Linked DNA regions of Canis lupus: region 1 is linked to region 2. Evidence: chromatin contacts called from public Hi-C data. All regions are on one chromosome and are shown on one strand. Each heading gives the region's core, a stretch centred on a gene start, on an enhancer-like site or on the middle of the called end of the contact. The rest is flanking DNA. Distances are from core to core; before and after follow the strand shown.

Region 1 (4,202 bases), core at 1,468-3,967, 67 kb after region 2:
CTATATAGTCCAATGCTTTTTCCACTGCACTATTTTGCCTTCTAGTAGAAAAAGAGGTTTCAATCAATCCAAATCTCTGTACTCATTGAACTTTCTACTGTAAATTTTGCTGTCACTTAAATCAAGAGAAACAAATGTAGGTGAAACAGTTATTACTGAGAATCTATAGAAGAAATGGGATATGGTAGAAGAACTTGATAGAACAAGTAATTAGAGATAAATCTTCTACTTCCTTTTTAAAAACTGCCTCATGTTATTATGAAAATGAAGGATGTCAGAAGGTAGTTGACCAGGATTCAGTAAACTGATACTCAAAATCTGATGAAATGTCATAAAGGATTAAATTTCGTAATTAAAGCTTATCGCTCTGAAAACCTGTAAATCATGCACACATGTTTGACAAACCTCCACTATAATCAATTCCTCTTCCCCTCATACTGCAAGGTCCTTGAAGACAAGGACCACATCTCATTTACCTTTATAAAGCCTAGCCTAGCACAGTACCAGGCCCAGTTACTGCTCAATCATAATTTACCCAGCTGAAAAGCTTTAGAACTCCTTTTATTTCCAGGGCATGGAGTAAATCGAAAACACGTAACAAATAAATTATCACTATGAAAATTTTAACAATCCGATCAAAACTACGGAACTTAAGATACGCAATCAATAATAGATAGCTCTGAGGCTAAGAAGAAGGTAAAAGAACACTACTATCTTTTATGATACTGGATGCAAAAGGGAGGGACATTAAGAATTAAGACTGTATCCCTCTCCCCACAGGGAATAATATGGAGAAAAAAACGGAAGGAATTTCATTAAGTCATCTTCATCCAAGTCCAACGGTTTTAATATCGTGGATGTAAAAAGGCTCATAAGTACTTTTTTTGTCAAGAGTTAGTGGAAAAAAAAACTACAAGGTGAAAAAACTACTGCACTAGGTGTCATTATCTTAAGATATCATTTCTGAAAGTAAAAAACTGGTAGAATGAGCAGGTAAGGATGGAAGGGGATTTAAAAATATATTAAGTTATTAACCTTCCCAGGTTTAGCAACAGAAATGAAAAAAATCGTTTAGGAATGTTATTTAAGTTAACATAATTTAGAGAATTTATTGTGTAAACTACAGTTCTATGGACAACAAAAACCTGTACTTATAAGTCATTTGAATAACATTCCAAAATTTGAAGCACACGTAATACTGCAATATACCTTTGAATTTTCACTCTCTGAGAAGCTTCTAAGGCAAGCATGCGAGTCACAGACTTAATTCTTAATTTTGGAACAGGTGTGTTTCAAGTCCTAATGTGATTTAAGTCAAATCTTGGCATAATCTCTACGGGAGGGGGCACTTAAAGTTAGGATTCCCTCCGCTCCAATTTCCCCCTTCACCAATATTTTTTCACTTCAAAGTAAGCCCAAAGACACAAATGACGTTTTCAGTGACGAGCTCAATGGCTAATATGATTAATTTCTACAATTTACAAACGCACACACTGCGGGATCTTCAACACAGGGACATTTTAATACTAACGATTTAAAATATATATGTTCCTGGTCCCTCCATGGTCTCTAGAGAATAAAACAATTCCTTTGAGAGCTTTCGCAGCCTCATTTTTAAGGATGAAGTTCCAACATTTAAACATAAGCACAAGAAAAACCTAAAAAGACAGACAAAACCACTAAAACTCACCTAGCTAATTTTGTATGAAAGACTGCACTTAAAATCGGCAGAGCCCCGTTTTTACCCTAAGTACCAGATTTCTAAAACAAGTGAACGTGAGGTGCAGATTCAGGAGAGCGGTAAAAGCTCGGTGAAGCTACTAGTACCACCGGGTTCTGGAGCTAATTAGTGTGTGTTTGGGGGGGGGGGGCGGGGGCGGGAGGGCGCACACACTTTCCAAGGCTAAGATCGAGCTGCTGATTTCCTAATGGGGATGTGATGTAATAGTGGAGAGCCGCCGTCCGAGGGGCAGGGGCAGGCTGACAAAGGGAGCGCAGATGCCCGAGTGCGGGCGAAGCCGGCGGCGGCAGGGAAGGGGAGGGTCACCGCGGGGCAGGAGAGGTGCCCGCAGCAAGGGCGACCTCGGGGAGGGGGGCAGCGGCCCACAGGCGGGGGCCCGGGGAGGGCCCCAGAGGAGCCGTCGGACCGCGAGCGGGGAGCGGCGTGACATCTGGCGTGCGAGCCGGCAGGGGGCAGAGCAGGCAGGATGTCACGTGGAGCGGGCGCTACGGGAGCCGGGAGGGCTGCGTGCGGACACAGGGGGGTCTTTCCCACCGCCTGAAACACTGCGTTACTCACAGGAGTCGCGGACTCTTCTTGCCCTGAGCTGGAGACGGGGGCTTCGCGGCCTGGGACTGCTGCCCTGGGGCGTCGGGAGGCCTGGCGCTGGGGCTGCTCCTCCGCCGGCGGGGATACTCGGCCTTCCTCCGGCGAGACACAGCGGCGGCGGCGGCGGCCGCAGCGGCCCGGCCCCGGTCCCGACCTCCCCTCAGCACGCGGCTGCTCGTGGTCCCCGCAGGCGCCGCGGCCGCCGCCGCCTCAGGGGGCTGCTGTTGGGGCTCCTCGGGAGCCGCCTTGGCCGCCGCCGCCTCTCCCCCTTCCTGGTCCTGCTGCTCCGGGGGTCTCGGCTCTTCCGTCTCCCCCGGCATCGGGGCTCGTCCGTCCCCCACCCCCTCGTCCCAGGCGGCGGAGGCGGAGGCGGCGGCGGCCGCGGCGCTGCTCCCCCCGCCCCCTTCGCCTCCCGGAGCGTCCGGCTCAATCTCACTCTGCGCTCCTCTTCCCCCCCCTCCCCTCCGCCCGGCTCCGAGGGCGCCCCCCCCGCCCCCTGCCACTCAAGGCCCGCTACCGCCGGCGGCGCGCGCGCGCCCGCCACAGGACGTTCAGCGGACCAATGGGAGAGGAGGGACGGCTTCCTCGCCCCTGCCCCTCGTCGTCTCTCACGTAGCGACGTCCCGCGTTCCCTCCCCCACCCCTTCCTTAGCCAATCAGGAAACGGCTCTGAGGGAGCGCGCGAGGTTTCCTTCCCCGCGCACCCGTTCTCACCGTTAAACGGCTGCGTCTCGCGACAATCCTAAAGTGACCTTCCTCCTCCTCCTCCACCCCCCCTCCACGCGCCACGAGCTCAGCGCGCGCTAGGGGCAGTGGGAGGAGCAGGTCCCGCGAGGAGATTGGTGGGAGGAAAACGCACCTTTTTCCCCGCCTCGCGCGCACCCCGGACTGGCTGCGCGCGCACCTGCCTCCCTAAGGAGCCGCTAATGCCACAAGGCTCTTTCTATCCTTCTTCCTTAAGCCGCGGAAGTAGCCTCGGCGTTCTTCTGCCTCCACCCCGATCCCACTTTCCTGTCTGTGGCCTTTCTGTCCCCAGCGCCGCCAGGTCTTGCGGGAACGAAGGGGGAAATTTTTTGAGTTGTCGCTTCTCCTTTAAGAAAAAAAACCCCGTCGGCAGCCGGATGAAAGTCTCTGAAAAAATGGCGGCGGTAGAACAGAGGCGGGGTCGTGAGGGCAAGGAGGGCCCGCCTCTTGGCGCATGCGCTCGGTTAACTTGTTAAAAGGCATCCTGGGAGATGGAGTCTTAAAGAGCCTAAGCTTGGGCGGGGGGGGAAAGATTAGAAACCGGAGGCGGAGAGGATGCCGGGAAGGTTTTGACTGATGCACGCTGGGAAAGGTAGTTCGCTCTTTCTGCAGTGGCTGTGTGGTCTTTCAGGGAGGTAGTGTTTCCGGGTTAGGCCGCGACGACCGCACAGATCCTGGCAGAAGTGGCGAGTGGATTGCTGGTCGGGATAGCTTGGGACGGTTTATGTCGACTTTCTAAGTTGGCGTTGACGGGACATTTCTTGGGTGGCCGCGTTAGTAGCGCTTTGTCTGGATTGGTTACTTCGCACCTCCTAGGGTTCACGCCTGCAGTGTTCGCCTCGTCATCCTGTAACTCACTACCCTGTGAGCTCCTGGAGGTCAGGGACCGAATCTGGATCCGTCGGGTGCTCGGGGCGTAGCGCAGTTCCCACCAATCAATCACTGGGTTCTTAATAAAAGCCTGGAAAGAATTGTAGAGCTACTGTTCTACTAGATGTCGGTGCCCAGTAGCTGGCGTAGGGTGCTTTGACCTGGCTGCGGTCCCAGGGCTGCGGCGGGGGGGGGGGGGGGGGGGGGTCCTGTTAGCGTGATTCTGCGACCTACTCAGAAACCAAAGGCCTCCTTCGTG
Region 2 (4,575 bases), core at 1,258-3,757:
CACTTATGATTCTGTTGAAAGCGTTTTCTTTCTTCCTCTGTGGTATTATTTAAGACCATTTTGCAGCTTCCTTCCTTCCTCCCTTCCTCTCTCCCTCCCTCCCTCCCTGTATTTCCTTCCCAACTATGCATTGAGAGACAATGAGAAAGGTCGGAAAATGAGGGCCCCCCCCACACAGGGCCAATATTTAGCCAGTAACCTCAGGAAGGCCATTTCCACCCCCTGTGGGCTCTGATGGGCTGGGACTGCAAAGTGCATGGTATTAAGTATTTGGATTATTCCTCTGCTTATCCACAAGGGTAATTGTATGTGTGTCCCTTGGAATGCTCAAGTGGAATAAGGATGGCGGAGGTGGGGGTACTGTGAGGCAGGGTGGGGCATCGGGTGTGGGGCCAAGAGGCAGGGACTCAGATCCAGCCCTGCTACAATCTCTTCTGTGTGACCTTGTGCACCGTTACTTTCCCTGGGAATCAATTTCTCTGTGGTTAAAAGGAAAGTGTGTATGGCCTGGTACCATTTTTGTAAAAGAAGACAGTGTGCGTATATGTGCTTTTCACAGGTGTGAAGAGATGTCCACCTGTTCACACGGTGATCCCTGGGGAGTGGAACTGGCTGAAGGAGGTCTTTTTCACTTTATCTAACCTCTTTAACCTCTTTACTCTTTGAATTTTCCGTAACAAGCATTTGTTGAAATGTTTTTCAATAGCTAAGAAAGTCCTATTTGCTCCTGTTTTGCAGGAAGGTCACACTTCTTATCCGAGGTCACAGAGCCTTGGTATCTAACTCAAGGCTGTCCTGCCTGCGTGTTCCTTATGCTGCCTCGGAACAGTCAGGGGATGTGACCCCCTAGTCCCCAAGGCCTCAGCAAATGCTGCCCAGTGCTGGTAACAAAACATCTTCAGGGGCACCTGGGTGGCTCAGTGGGTTAAGCATCTGCCTTCAGCTCAGGTCATGATCTCAGGGTCCTGGGATGGAGCCCCGTATCCAGCTCCCTGCTCTGCAAGAAGCCTGCTTCTTCCCTCTCCCTCTGCCTGCCAGTCCCCCTGCTTGTGTTCTCTCTCTTTCTCTCCCTGTCAAATAAATAAATAAATAAAATCTTAAAAAAAAATCTTCAGAATTTTCCTTGCCCCCTTCCTGCTTGCATCTGATTCATATCAGCAAATGCTTAGCCACCACTCAGCCAAAGCATGTTTATCTTCTGTGTCCATTGCTATAAAATGCCAAATTCTGCCCCAAATCCTGGGAAAGAGCTATCACCAAACACGATGAATTTCCAGACTCCCTTGGATTTACAGTGACACAAGGTGTTTGTTCTTAAGTCACAAGCCCCACGGACTGAGCAGGATGTGGTAAGCAGCATGATTACTTGTCCCTGTCATAGGAAGAAGCTACACCAACGGGGAAAAAGGCTTTACTGTCTCCCCAGAGAACAGTCTTCTCTCTGGCAAATAATCTATCCCAAACTGCCTTATGAGAAATCAATCATACTTTTTAATAAAAGAATGCAAAAATAGAGATTGGAAGGAACCACATGAAGCGTTGGATTCAGACCATCCTGGGTGCAAATCCAAACCTTGAACAAGTTCACTTAACCCACTTTACTAAATGGACACCTTATCTTGTGCCAGGCACTCTGCTGGGCATTTTACACTAACAGCTCAAGCCTGAAGAGATTCGTATTGTTCTCATAACAGATGAGAGAAGTGGGACTCTGGGAAGAAAGCCACGATGTGGGAGGGCTCAGCTGATGAAACTGCTAAGGCCCAGATTCCAACTCATCGGGACATCAAGACCAGCACCCATTCCTCTGGATGATGTACCCACTCCCACACACGGTGGGAAGAGAAGACTTGCTCCAAGCACACGGTGGAAACCAGGGCTACCCAGGAGTGACCCCACGGGGTCAAGTGATCCTAAATCCAGACCCTGGCACTGCCTAGGAAGGGCTGGCACAGATCAGTGGATGAAAACTGTGCTTTGGTGCTTGATGAACCTAGATTCAAATACTGGCTCCAAGGTGTGCCTGTGGCCCTGGTACTTTACCTGACTTCTCCCGGCCTCACATTCTTCTCATGTAAAAGGCAACTGGTAAGAGGTTAGCCTAGGGTTATACAGCACCTCACCCAGAGTCACAGTTAGGGGAGCTCCTGATCCCACAAACGGGGCACCCCTGGGGAGCTCCACGCTGGGAAGGAGGATTGAAGTTCTTGGACCCTGGGCTATTTATGGAGATGCTACGCCCCCTTCAGAAGCTCTGCCGTGCCCATACACTAGGGCTCTGGGACGTGGACACAGCCGCCTCTCACTTCTTAGAGCTACTATGAGCCCGCCTCAGCCAGAAAGGGGGTCCTTTCTGGAATACCTGCCCAGGGTCCACAAGGAAGGAAATCAGCCTGCAGTAAATGTGACCTCCCAGCCAAGGTGCCTCATACACAAGCTGCCCAGGTCAAAGGGGGAAACACCCAGCTTTCCAGGCTGTGCCCTAGGGCCACCTCCTCACTCAGTGTAATAGCAGCAGCAGCAGCAGCAGCAGCAGCAGCAGCAGCAGCAGGGCCCCGCCTGCACCCTGTGGTCAGGAGCGGAGCCGGTGAGACTAAAATGCCTGGTGCGGGGCGCCTGGGTGGCTCAGCGGCTGCCCGTCTGTCTTCGGCTCAGGGTGTCATTCCAGAGTCCCAGGATGGAGTCTCACATCAGGATCCTGGCACGGCACCTGCTTCTCCCTCTGCCTGTCTCTCTCTCATGAATAAATAAATAAAATCTTTAAAAATAATAATAACAATAAATAAATAAAATCCTCGGTGCCCAGTAACTGAGATTTGATTTTCTTCATAGAGCTCAATTGGAAGGGTCCTGGGGCTGCTCTTCAGCAGCCTAGCTCAGCTGGCCCTGGTCCAGCGCGAAGCCTGAGCTTCACTCCTCTTGGTGCTTCTGATCCGGGCCATTCTTGCTGCCCCCCCACCCCCCCAACTTCAAGGAGGGCAGCCTAGGAGAAGCTAACTCCTCGGGAGAGGCCTAAGGCCTGCCGAGTCACCGCCCCGTGTTTGGACACACTTGGCTCCCAGGCCCTGGAGCTGCCGAGGGGCAGGGCGCGGCGGCCCTGGGCTAGGGTGGGGGGGCTGGCGCGGCTTCTCCCCGCGCCCCGGCACCCAAGCGGCGGGACGCTCACCCCACACCGCGTGCACGTGGGAGGCCCGCGCCACGCTCACGGCCCACGGGTCGGCGCCGCAGCTGGGCGGCCTCGTCCCCGGCCCGCCCCCTCCTCCCCGGCCCCGCCCTGCGCTCCCCCCGGAGCTCCGGCCTTCCGCGCCCCCCCCCCCCCGCCCCGCCACCGCAGCATCCGCTCGCCCCGCGCGCAGGGCCTGGGAGGCGGGAGCGTCCTGCCCCGCGGGCACCGGGTAGGGGAGCGGCGGCGAGGGAGCAGCCCCGCCACGTGCCCGCCGCCGCGTTTCCCCGCGCGGTCCCGCAGAGTCAGCCCGCAGGGGCGGCGGCGGCGGAGGCCCTCCCCCCCCCGGGGGCTCAGGCCGACTCCCCCCCCGGCCCCCCGCAGACCTAGTGCCCACTCCGACCCGACCCAGAGCTCAGTGCCGGCGCCACCCCCCCCCCCCCCCGCCCCAGCTCACCGCCGGCTCCCCCCCAGCTCAATGCCAGCTCGCCCCCCCCCAGAGCTCAGCGCCGGCTCCCCCCCAGCTCAGTGCCAGCTCAGTGCCAGCTCGCCCCCCCCAGAGCTCAGCGCCGGCTCCCCCCCAGCTCAGTGCCAGCTCGCCCCCCCCCAGAGCTCAGCGCCGGCTCCCCCCCCAGCTCAGTGCCAGCTCGCCCCCTCCCCAGAGCTCAGCGCTTGCTCCCCCCCAGCTCAGTGCCAGCTCGCCCCCCTCCCCAGAGCTCAGCGCCGGCTCCCCCCCAGCTCAGTGCCAGCTCGCCCCTCCCCAGAGCTCAGCGCCGGCTCCCCCCCAGCTCAGTGCCAGCTCGCCACCCCCCCCCCCCCCAGAGCTCAGCGCCGGCTCCCCCCTCCAGCTCAGTCCCGGCTCCTTCCCCTCAGCTCAGTGCGGACTCCCCACCAGGGCTCAGCGCCGGCTCCACCCCCCCTCCCCAGGGCTTAGCGCCAGATCGTCCCCCTCAGCTCAGCACCGGCTCCCCCCCAGCTCAGTGCTGGCTCCCCCCACCAAAGCTTAGTCCCGGCTCCCCCCACTCCAGCTCAGTGCCAGCTGCCCCCCCAGAGCTCAGTGCCGGCTCCCCCCCAGCTCAGCGCCGGCTCGCCAACCCCCCCCAGAGCTCAGCGCCGGCTCCCCCCACCCCGAGCTCAGGGCCGGCTCCCCCCCAGCTCAGTGCCAGCTGCCTGCCCCAGGGCTCAGTGCCAGCTCCCCCTCCAGCTCAGTCCCGGCTCCCCCCCCACTCCAACTCAGTCCCGGCTCGTCCCCCCCAGCTCAGTGCCGGCTCCCACCCCCCAGAGCTCAGCGCCGGCTCCCCCCCCCCCCCCCCCCCCAGAGCTCAGTGCCGGCTCCCCACCCAGGGCTTAGCGCCGGATCGTCCCCCCCAGCTCAGTGCCGGCTCCCACCCCCCAGAGCTCAGCGCCGGCTC

The links. A called contact is a pair of places that touch in the nucleus more often than the background predicts.
Region 1: a Hi-C map of amygdala shows a contact between it and region 2, with 3 times the contacts expected there. The contact joins the promoter of ZFP91 here to the enhancer-like site in region 2. A contact is called at or near these places in 2 of 9 Hi-C or Micro-C datasets (amygdala and liver).

Annotation. Positions count from the first base shown.
Region 1 is chr18:38,251,842-38,256,043 of UU_Cfam_GSD_1.0, forward strand. ZFP91 (E3 ubiquitin-protein ligase ZFP91) reads right to left here and starts at 2,718. Exons shown (of 11, transcript XM_038563187.1): 1 at 2,300-2,718. The coding sequence starts at 2,649.
Region 2 is chr18:38,185,389-38,189,963 of UU_Cfam_GSD_1.0, forward strand. No RefSeq gene overlaps it. Among named protein-coding and RNA genes, the nearest start is that of CNTF, 23 kb to the right of the region's middle. Within about 2 kb of position 2,508, at least 5 of the 20 cell types and tissues checked have an H3K27ac peak or open chromatin away from gene starts, as enhancers often do.